Linked DNA regions of Rattus norvegicus: region 2 is linked to region 1. A link is a contact called in public Hi-C data. All regions are on one chromosome and are shown on one strand. The core of a region is the stretch at or near the end of the contact, and the rest is flanking DNA. Distances in the headings are between cores, read along the strand shown.

Evidence for each region. Hi-C and Micro-C count contacts between places; a contact is called where the count stands out from the background.
Region 2: a Hi-C map of kidney shows a contact between it and region 1, with 1.6 times the contacts expected there. The contact joins the enhancer-like site here to the promoter of Abcc5 in region 1. A contact is called at or near these places in 2 of 12 Hi-C or Micro-C datasets (hepatocytes and kidney).

The regions. Positions count from the first base shown.
Region 1 is chr11:93,976,125-93,981,752 of GRCr8, reverse strand. It overlaps Abcc5 (ATP binding cassette subfamily C member 5), which reads right to left and starts at 3,468. Exons shown (of 30, transcript NM_053924.1): 1 at 3,373-3,468; 2 at 1-133. The coding sequence starts at 84.
Region 2 is chr11:94,039,919-94,045,546 of GRCr8, reverse strand. It overlaps Abcc5 (ATP binding cassette subfamily C member 5), which reads right to left. Exons shown (of 30, transcript NM_053924.1): 17 at 3,708-3,807; 18 at 784-968; 19 at 195-341. Among named protein-coding and RNA genes, the nearest start is that of Cyp2ab1, 43 kb to the left of the region's middle. Within about 2 kb of position 2,201, at least 38 of the 93 cell types and tissues checked have an H3K27ac peak or open chromatin away from gene starts, as enhancers often do. A contact at or near this core is called in kidney, where this site is marked.

The DNA.
Region 1 (5,628 bases), core at 2,219-4,718:
TCCCGGGATAGTGCTTCTGTCCCTGACGCTTCTGTATCCGGGACTGGGGATGATGTATTCTTTTCCCATGTCAATATCCTTCATCTTCACTCCACACAGGACCAGGGCTCAGGCTCCTCTCACTTTAGAATTTCTGAAATTAAAATTTTACAGAAGCAGACACTTCCTAATCATGCTCAAAGCATGCTCGGAATGCCGAAGTGCTTTGGAACAGGAACAAAAACATTGACACCTCTTCACCAATACGCTACAGAACTATTTTAAATACCCCTTCAGCTTCTTGTTTTTTTTGTTTTTTGTTTTTTAATGAGAAGAAGGTTCTAGCATCAAGAAAAATTACCAAGCCAGGCACAGTGGTGCTCAACTTTAATCCCAGGCCTCGGGAGGCAGAGGCAGGCAGATCTCTGAGTTTGAGGCTAGCCTGGTCTATGGAGCTAGTTCCAGGACAGCAGGGCTACACAGGGAAACCCTGTCTCAAAAAATACAAGAAAAAAAGATCTATGTTCTATCTTTTTAAGTATTGCCTGGTCCATTCCTAAAACTCTGCTCTGTGTTTCTACATCACTGCCTGCCTGGCTAATTCCAGTCAACATCCTGCATCAACTCTGGTCACTTGTTTAAAAAGTTTGCACTTGTTTTATTTACTCTGTGTGCGACAGACAGAGAAAACAAAGACAACCATGTGCCCTGAGATCAAAGGGCAACTTGCAAGTCAGTTCTCTCTTTCTAACATCCAGGTTCCGGAGATGGAACTCCAGTTCTCTGCCTGGCAGCAGGCCATCTCACTGGCCCTCTGGCCACTTTCTAAAAAACCAAAGCACACTTGCCCCTCTAAAAGGTTCCCCCATTGTCAGAAGCTCAGATTCCCGAACGCCAGATATAAAACCACCGCAGACGTATGGCCATGCTGCTGTAGTCCCTAAGTCCAGCCATGATGGCAACTGCTTAAGGACTGTGTCTCCTGCAGCACAAAATTTTGACAACTGTAATCTATTTGTTGTTTTTGACACAGGATCTCAAGTAGCCCAGGCTGGCCTCCTGATCTAGGTCTTGGAAGGATGACCTTGAACTTCTGATCCTCCCTCCTGATTCTACACCCCAAAGGCTGGGGTTTCAAAACTGCTCTACTGTGGCTGGTTTATCTGGTGCTAGGGATCAAACCCAAGGCTTTGCACATCTCAGGCAAGCACTCTGCCAGCATCCAGCATCCCAAGCCCCTGTCATTCATTTTTAAATCATCAGAAGAAAAATACTAATTAGTCCTGGAAGTAAAAAAAAAAAAAAATTTAAAGCCCCTTGAATCTCCAACGAGGGCCAGACATTTTGCTTGTCAGAATTCTGGTTCAAACACCGGAAATTGATACAGATAAGTTGTTTACTAAAAAAAAGAGCACCTTGCCCAACGACTGTGAACACCATAAACAAAACCTGCTTACTAAGCAAAAACAGTGCTCGTGTCTCAGAGGCCTTACGAAAGCTAAGCTATAAACAGATCTGGCATCTGCCATTGTCCTCTGGAAGAGGAAGATTACTGCTACTTCAAAATCAGGCAAGAGAGGGTTGGGGGAGCTTAAAAGGGAGGAGTCCGAGGGAACCCAGTCACAATACCAAACCCGTCAAGAACAGGCGAAGTTATCGAAGGGCTTTAGGAGGCAATGCTTTTTCAATCATATATTATGATATCAGAACCTGTAGCATGTATACACACACAGGCTGTGGTGGCAAAGACCCGGGGTAAGTTTTGTGACAGAAAACAACTGTTTTCCTGAATGGCGAGATGAGATGGGACTTCAGTGGCCTATTCTAACACCCCTATCCTTCCAGACAAAGTTAGTTTCTATAGGAAGGGTATGGGGAACTGTTGACCCCTGTGAGCTACAACATTGCTACAGCTTCACTTTCATTAAAAAAAAAAAAAGAAAAAGGTAAGCGCTAAGTATGCAAACACCTGAGAAGCCATAAAGTTAGTGTCACACTGAGCACAAGGAGGACACCACCTTCTGTGTGTCTGGGATGCGACGGGCACAACACACAGAGGCTGGCCGGAGTAGTGCTCCGTGGGGAATGAACATGGGTATGAAGCAATCCATTAGAAAGGATTACTACACCAGGCCCCTCTCTGGCACAACTCGAGCAATTAGTACTTCCCTATTTTCTGGACTTTTCCCTTGCAGTTAATGTAAACTCTTTGTTTAAAAACTAAAGCTAATTTAGGCTCAAGGATAAACCATGTAGTCCCCAGCCCTGCCAGATCCAAAGCTAAGGGCTCATGTATCAGGACTAGGAAATCCCCATGTTTGCATCTAAGCCAGAGCTGTAAAGGGAGAAAGGAGAATAAACGAAGTGAGGGCTCTCGCATTAATACCCCAACCCAAAACTGATGGGGTTGGGGGCCGCCTGGTTTTGCTTAAAAATTCCCTTTGCAGTGATAAAGGGGTGGACGCGACGATTCTGCAGGGGGAGGGGCACTGCGTAGGACTGGAGAACTGTAACTAGCCAAACTGCTGTTTCCAAGTTATGTTATCACAACATCTCTCAGAGGTTTTAGGCGCCTCAGGAAGCTTCTTCATGTCCTGCAGCTACAGAAGCAAGGAAGCTGAAGGTTGTCCAATTACCACGCCCCCAGGACCCACCTTTCCCTCCAAACTCCCTCATCTGTCACTTACTCCAGAGACCCCAGTAAAACCTATCCATTTCTCCCTTCGGAACTCAAACTTCCCAGGTCATTCCTATGCCCGTCTGTATCGAACTTCCACATCTGTATGAAAACACCAGATCCAGGTGTTATAAACACAAAGCCACTAGCTGCTCTGCGTGTCAGCACTGAAAAGGACACCGGTGACAGGAGATCTGGGCTCCCATCCTGGCTCTGCCTCAGCTTCGCTGTGCGTGCTGATGCCACGTACCTCCACATACGTCGCAAAACAAAAACAAACAAACAAACAAAAAATCGTAGAAAATTACTTACGTAGTGGGTGGCTGACAGTCAGCCTCCAGTACCAGAGGGAGGTTGGGGCTTCTCTCTGGACAGCTCCGCCACCCGGCCCTAGGGCGTTCCCACGCCAGCCCCGGCCTGGCGAGCACAGGCTCCACGACCCACCCAGAGCGAACGCAGCTCCCCCTGGTGGCCGCGCCGAGAGTGGAGCCTGCCGCGACCACCCATTAAACCTCCCCTCCGGCTTTCTAACACCTAGACCCCGGGCACAGCCCGCGAGTTCGCCAACAAGCCCGGAACGGCGCAGATCAGGGCGAGACAGGCCCCGTTTCTCCGGTCCAAGGTTTCCCATCTCCCACCACGCCTCGGAGAGCCCAAAGGAGTGAGCCTGTGACAGCATCCGACACTGCATGGAAAAGGCAAGAACCGCTACCTACCTGCATCCCAGCCTCCCCACACGAAAGCAAACAGCCCGGGCACGCTCGCGAACATCGGACCCGGAGCAAAACAAGCCTTTATAGCGGCATAATCCCCCACAATGCGCAAGCGCGATGCACAAAGCTTGCGCAAGACCGAAGGGAATCGTAGTCCCTCATCCGGCAGCCCCCGGCGCCGCACACCGCAAAAGACTACGTTTCCCAGAAGCACCGCTGATGCCCGGGGGTGCAGGCTGCTCACCGTGCCCGCACGCATCCCGTGCTGCCCCATCCTTTCCCGGCTTCTGATACCGGGTCTGGAATCTTCTCTGCCGTCCTGAGTCACCAGGGCTGGGCAGCTGGGTCGGGGTGGCTGGTCGCGCTGTATTCTCTGGCAACCAGAGGTTCAAAGTCAAGAACTTCCAAATCTATGCGGCGGTTCCACGTGCCAGAAAACATCGTGAAGGTCATCGTAGCCTGCTTCTGTTCAACCCCAATTCTAAGCTGTGGTGTCACTTAGCTGGTGCATGAGTCCTCCACGTTCTGAATGAACGATACCTTTGGCTGTCTTCTCTATCACAGCTGCATGGCTTCTAAGGAATTTCCAAAGTGCCAAGGGATGTCAAAATGATATGTTAATCAGTTTTTATAAATAAAAGTGAAGCTCCGGGGGCATTAGTCGTTTTATTTTTCTATTTTATCTATTTTAGTATCGTAATATAAGGACTACTCTGTTGAGTGCCTCCCCACCTTTAGAGTCCCCCAGGGTTTGTTTATGGTTACTCATTAAGAGACTTAAACAGAAGGCAAAATAGATTGCCCACCATGCAACTACCTAGTTAGCTACTGTCAACACTGCCGTAAGGCTGGACTTATTGACAGGGCGTTACTTGACACACAGAAGGAGTAATAGACCGGTTCTGTAGAATTAATAGCCTAGGCGCTGGGAAGATGGTTCAGTGGTTAAGAGCGCATGCAGATCAAACATGAGGATTTGAGTTCGAATCCTCCACACCATGGAAAAACCCAGGTGTGGCTGCGCTTTCACTGCGAGGCTAGGGCTGTGTGGAACAGAAACGGAAGAATCTCTTGAACCTGGGGGCAACCAGGCAAGCTGCACAGGCAAGGAGAGACCTTAATTTAAGACAATAAGACCCGAGTAAAACAGGATGCCCGAAGCTGTCTTATGACTTCTAGGTGAGAATGGGCACTCACACTTGCACATATACACAACACACATACATATACACATACACGCACAAGTAAAATTATAGTGTAGGAAAAGCATGGTAGAGTATCGTACTTCCATCAACCCGGCACTTAGGAGGTAAAGGCAGGTGAATTGTGAATTTGAGCCAGCCGGGGCCACATAGAAAGTAAAAGGCGAGATGGAGCATTGTAGAACATACCTTTAACGGTGGCACTGGGAAGGCAGAGGGGCAAATGGGTCTGTGTGAGTTTCAGGGTAGTCAGAGTTACATGGTTAGACACTGGAAAGGGGAGGGAGGTCTCTAGGAAACAGACTTCTGCATAACTGTAAATTTCATGTGTAACAGAATTGTACAAGTCAGCAAGGAAACGAAGCAAGTAGAAAATACTAGGACAATTGGTTATCCATATAAAAGGAAACGCTTTGCTCAATACCAGGTCCCAGGCAGATCAAACATCTAAATGTGAAGCAAACTGTGAAGTTGAAAACTTTTGGAGAAAACGTGAAATACCCTTATGAATCTGAGAATAGGGGAGAACCTCTTAAGGTTGACAAAAGATAGTGATGGGCGTTGTGTGTGGACACTAAGTATCCCCAGAAGGCTCAGGAAGTGAGCAGTGTTCAGAGCTCACCTTTCGGGATGTTGGATCATGAAGACTCTTGACTCAATGAGTGGTTTAATATTGATTGATGCATGGTTCCCTGTCACTATTGGAAGCTAGTGAAATGTTAGGACTTGGAGTCTTGTTAAAGGAAGTAGGTGACTAGAAGTATACCTTTGAGTGATGTATGTTATCCCTGGCCCCTTTCTGGTTTTTTTTTTTTTTTTTTTTTTTTTGGTTCTTTTTTTTCGGAGCTGGGGACCGAACCCAGGGCCTTGCACTTCCTAGGTAAGCACTCTACCACTGAGCTAAATCCCCAGCCCCGGCCCCTTTCTGTTTTATAGGCTCCCTGCCATGATGTTCAGCCTTGTGCCAAGCCCATAGTAACAAAACCAGTACACCATGGATGAGAATCTGAGCCAAAATAAGTATTTTCTCCTTTAAGTTGATGTTTTCTTGGGTATT
Region 2 (5,628 bases), core at 952-3,451, 65 kb before region 1:
TTCCCATCCCTGTAGGTGACCACTGTGCAGGACGTCCATTCTCAACGCTGGGGGAGCACAAGTGGTCAGAAGTCATGGGTGCCTATCAGGGTCCACCCTACTGCACGGACGTACGCGCTTACGAGGGCACATGGCACACCAAGATCCCACGTGCCCTGGGGAGGGGTGCACCGAAGCCCCGCCCATTGTGATACCTTGACAAAGACAACTCCTCGGATGGCCTTCAGGATCAGCATGACTGCCATGGAGAGAGCGTAGATGCTGGCATAGTACTGCAGGAAGGGGTTGTCCCTCATGCTGTCACTCACAGAGCTTCTGTTCCCTTCAAACACCGTGCTGTTCTGTTTGGAGGTGAGGAACCATGGAGTAAGATTCCTGAGGCAGCTAGGTCACTTTCAGTTCCAGGAGAGAGCCACAGAGAATGACCTAGGGCCTGGCCATGGCATATGTAACACAGTCTTGCTACACACTGCTTGTTCTAGTGGGTGAACACAAAGAGTTGGAAACTGCCCCACTTACTGACTAGCTCCATAGCCCCTGCGTTAGCCGGGGACGTTTTTTTCTGTGAGACTGTATTACACATCTCTGTCCACCGCTTTGTCTCCTTAAAGCATCTTTTAACTGATACACAGAACAAAGTGATGAACGTTACTGGGGTATCCCGTGATGTCTCCCAGGCTTCTTGTCAGTGAAAACTACAGGAGTTTCCCTAAGAACGGTCAGGGACTAAGGGAGGCAGGGCCGCATTATCAGACACGTAAGTCTCGGCGATGAGTATCTCACCCCGCTTCCTTGCTTGATCCAGTAGCTTAGCCACCAGGTGCTGAAGGCAGTGCTGCCCACATTGAGCATGAAGAGGACCATGATGACCAGGAAAGCCAAGGGACCCCCTGCAGCCTGGATGTAGACCCAGTAAACTGACCAAGGCACGGAGCCCTGCCCTTTCTCCTCCACCTGCACGAGCTGCCCTGGGAAAGAGGAAAAGATACATGACCTTAGAAGGGAATGGTGCTCAAGAAAGTTTGGTGGAAGCTGTGGATGTGACTGAAGCGCCACGCTCTGCCCAAGACCCATTTATCACTGGGTTGTCATAGAAACCAGCTTTGGGGCGGCAGGAGGATGGACATAAGCTAACTGGCTAGGCTACAGCCAAACTGTGAGGAACTGGCTAAGTTACAGCCTGTTACACTGTTCTCCACTCTGAACTTCTGCACCTTGTTCCTGGGTCTGGGACCGTCCAACGGGTGGATCGTTTTCCCCAAATGAACTCTGTTGCTTTCACCTGTGTAGGGAATGCCCCTTTACGAGGCTGTTCCCCTCTCACTAAGGCACATATACGGCAGCAGAATAACAGAACCTTTAGCCTCAGAGGACGCTGGATTAGAACCATCTACTCTGCATCAAAACACTTGTTCACTGAACATCTCAGCACCATGTACAAGATGAGGCCTCACGGGGCCCTCACTGAGGACGCGTCACAGTCTGAAGGCCAGGCCAGCGAGACTCGGAACACGTACCAAGTGCAATAGCAGAGTCTATTTCATTCGCCTTTAGTCTGAGGATGAAGAGTAGGCCACGTTCCTAAACCTGCATGTGACAGCTAACATGATGTTTTACCTTTCACTCACTGTGCTTAAGTGTGTAAAGCAGAATTACCTCTTGCTGAGTTTTCAGACCCAGCACAAGTAGCCGAGATGCCTATTTAACAGATCAAAGCAGACCCTCAGTCCCTACCTGTTACAGGGCCTGCATGGCATTCCCTCTCTCGAGCCAGGAGCTAGGCTGCCCTTCCCACAGAGGCCTTATCAACCCAGGCATTTTGGTTACCCACCCCTTTTGTGTCTTTGACCTCCTGGCTGCTCCAGGTTCCCCTCTCCCCCCTCCCTCCCCACTTGGTTCAGGGTCATGACCACTGTGGACTCTCCTAGCTGTGCTGCCTCTGGCTATGCTCCTTTTTACCTACAACAATCTTGTTCCTGCAGCATACCCAGGAGCAGTCCAGTCCTTTCCTAGCCTTTTTATCTTTTTTTCTTTATCATTCATCTCTAACTTAAAAGCCTCCCTGGGCCAAAGGTTGGCTGGAATGTTAATGGCCATCCTTATCTTTTTATCGAAAGTGTTGTTTATGCATACTGTTAACCTCGGCTCCTGCAACAATGTGTGGTTATACTTAGACAGAATGCAGCCTTTCACTTGCAGGATGTATGACACACACAGAAGGAATGTAACCTTTAACCCTGATTGCCTGTGACTTGATGCTGCACCCTGGGAATCCAAGTGCCGGATGCTGAAGCCCGGGCAGGCTAGGATCTCAGGAAGAGCCTCTTTGTTAAAGTTGCTCTTGGTCAGACCCCAGACCCACAAGGCCGGCCGTTCCCACCCAGGAGAGTAATTATCCACAGAAGCAGGGCTGTGCCCCGAACACAAGTGATCATCTTGTAAAAACCAGGCAGCTCCCCTCAGAGCGAGGCCCAGGACCAGCAAGAGGCACTCTGACTAGAATCGCCTCATCGTGTACATCATGTGCCCAGGTCTTCCTCCATTTAATCCTAAAGCTCATGTCAGGGCCACACGGGTGACCGTGGTGTCACTGGACCCCGTTATCTGTGCCCCTCCCCAAGGCAGCCACATTGAATAAATAAATGTCCTCTCTTGGTTCTCGTCATTACTTGGTAAACTCAGGACTGGTAGCTGAACCATTATCGGTGCTACCAGAACCCAGCTTTTATCCTAAAAATTCCCATTACAAGGTAAGGAGGTGACTCAGCAAAGAGATCATTAAACAAACTGCATTTTCTTCTGATTTCGAGGGCGATGTGTGCTTCATAGTCACAGTGATGAAAATGCCCACGTCACTGCAAACCGCTCTCAGACCATCCGGATATGGTAAGAGGTCCGAGCAGGCAAACGGCCGCCTCTAACTTCTGCAGACTTCTCTACAGACAGTGCTAGGCCAGGCACTGAGCCCACCGGTCTGGCACAGACACTGAAAACAAAGTGCTGGACTTGGACTCCAGCTTTAACTGCGATTCTAACTGTAATAAACGGAGTAAAAAATGCCTTTTGGACATGGAAAACTTCCCCAGGACACCAACGGCTGCATTTGATAACCAGAATTTGGTGACATTACTTGCTCAAGATAACCAGATACAGTGCCAGAACCCCATGCACAATGCACAGCATATAAACAGAAGCCAAGAACGATGTTCTGCACATCTGAAGAACCGTGGTCGGCCCTGCAGATGAGGAGTCTCCCCTCGGATCCTGATCCTCAGTTCAGAGACGTCTGCCACAGACTGGACCTGTCCTTAGCTAAGACCTGCATTTCTTGCTCAGGACACCAATGCAAGTACAGAGGGGAACAGAAGGAAGGAAGAGGGGAGGGAGGAAAGGAGGGAAGAAGGGAGGGAGAGAGGGAGGGAGGGAGGGAGGGAGGGAGGGAGGGAGGGAGGGAGGGAGAGAGGGAGGGAGGACAGGTCAGCAGGCTCACCCAGGACGATTCAGCTGTACATACCCACAACTGACTCCACCCCTTGCTTGAAGAAAAGGCAAAGGACCAATCATCTGACTTCCCTTGTTTGAGCACACCCAAGGTCCCTCACCTAAACTATCTCAGAACTTTGCTATTCTAGAAATGTAGACGCAGTGGTGGGAAGCATTCTCTCACATTATTCCTGAAATAACAACCCTCTCAAAAATGTCCTTACCTTCCTCCGACTTCACTGCCTTCTCCTTCTTCACTGACCCTGGCTTAGGGCCCTTGTCTTGTGATTTTTGTGAACCACTAGCTTCCTTTTTTGAATTAATCTAATAACATAAGAGAAAAATTCCAGTCGTGAGATGTTCAATCAGATGAATGTCTACAGGACCCATACTAGAGAAGCGTTCACTGAGTAATAACTTAAATAAAACACATATGAGTTCTTATTTATTCTTGATACCAAGTGTCTGGGTCAGGCTGACATTGCCCCTGATCTCGCTCAGCCTCTTGAGTGGTGGGATCACAAGCCAGACACCATGCCCACACACCTTTCTCTTTTTAAAGCTATTAGTATTTTTTGCATTTTTTATTGGATATTTTATGTATTTACATTTCGAATGTTATCCCTTTTCCCCTCTCTTTCATCCCCCATCTCCCCTCCCTCTACTTCTATGAAGATGCTCCCACTCCCACCTACCCACTCCAACCTCAAAACCCTGGCATTCCCCTACAATGGGGAAAGAAGTCTTCACAGGACCAAAGGCTTCTCTTCTTATTGATGCCAGGCAATGCCATCCTCTACTACATATGTGGCTGGAGCCATGGGTCCCTCCATGTGTACTCTTTGGTTGGTGGTTTAGTCCCCAGGAGCTCTGTGGGGTCTGGTTGGTTGATATTGTTGTTCTTCCTATGAGGTTGTAAAATCTTCAGCTCCTTCAGTCCTTCCCCTAACTGCTCCATTGGGGTCCCCATGCTCAGTCCAATAGTTAACTGTAAGCATCCTCATCTGTATCAGTAAGGCTCTGGCACAGCCTCTCAGGAGACACCCATATCAGGCTCCTGTCAGCAAGCACTTCTTAGCACCAGCAATAGTGACTGGGTTTGGTGTCTGCATATGGGATGGATCCCCAGGTGGGGTAGTCTCTAGATGGCCTTTTCTTAAGTCCCTGCTCCACTCTTTGTCCTGTATTTCCTCCCGTGAGTATTCTGTTCCCCCTTCTAAGAAGGACTGAAGCATCCACACTTTAGTCTTCCTTCTTCTTGAGCTTCATGTGGTCTGTGAATTGTATCTTGAGTATTCCGAGTTTTTGTGCTAAGATCCACTTATCAGTGAGTGCACACCGTGTGTGTCCTTCTGTGACTGGGTTACCTCAGCCACTCATCAGTGAGTGCACACCATGTGTGTCCTTCTGTGACTGGGTTACCTCAGTCAGGATGATGTTTTCTAGTTCCATCTACTTGCCTAAGAGTTTCATGAAGTCACTGTTTTTAATAGCTGAGTAGTAAGACAGCTTCCCTACAGTAATCTACACTAATTTCCTGTACTAACAAGCTCTTAAATTTTTTGCAATCCTGCTAGTCCACTAACATTCTCCACTAAGCTGGTCAAGACCTAATCTCCCAAAACAGAGTTTATTAGATTATCCTCTAATTTGTCCTAGTGATAAATTCACAATGGAATCATGCCCATTCCTGCTATCTCTAACCTGCCTGCCACATTCTCAGTCCATCCCCAATGGCCACCATTTCCCTCTGCAACCACAGAAACCCAAACTTGTCTGCTAGCTTCTGTGAGCTCTCTGCACTCTGGCCCTGATCTTTGGGTGGTTGGGTCCTCTCCCACTTCACAGCTGCCCACAGCTCCACTCTGCAGCCATACTTGACTTTACATCAGTCCTTAGCCACAGCTCAACTTCCCACAGCTGTGCCCTGTCCCCCTCCTCCTTCCAATTTCAGTCACAGCTGTCCCTACTCGGATGGGTTCAAATGCTACATTTTTGGTAAGGTGACCTACACTCCTGTGCAGTAAAGCCCGGGTGCCCTCAGGACTCTGGGCACACTGCGGTCAGTATCTGATTAGTTACCTTTAAGAGCAGGAAGGCACTGGTCTGCCCTCTATCACCTAACATCCTTCAGGGACAAAGGGA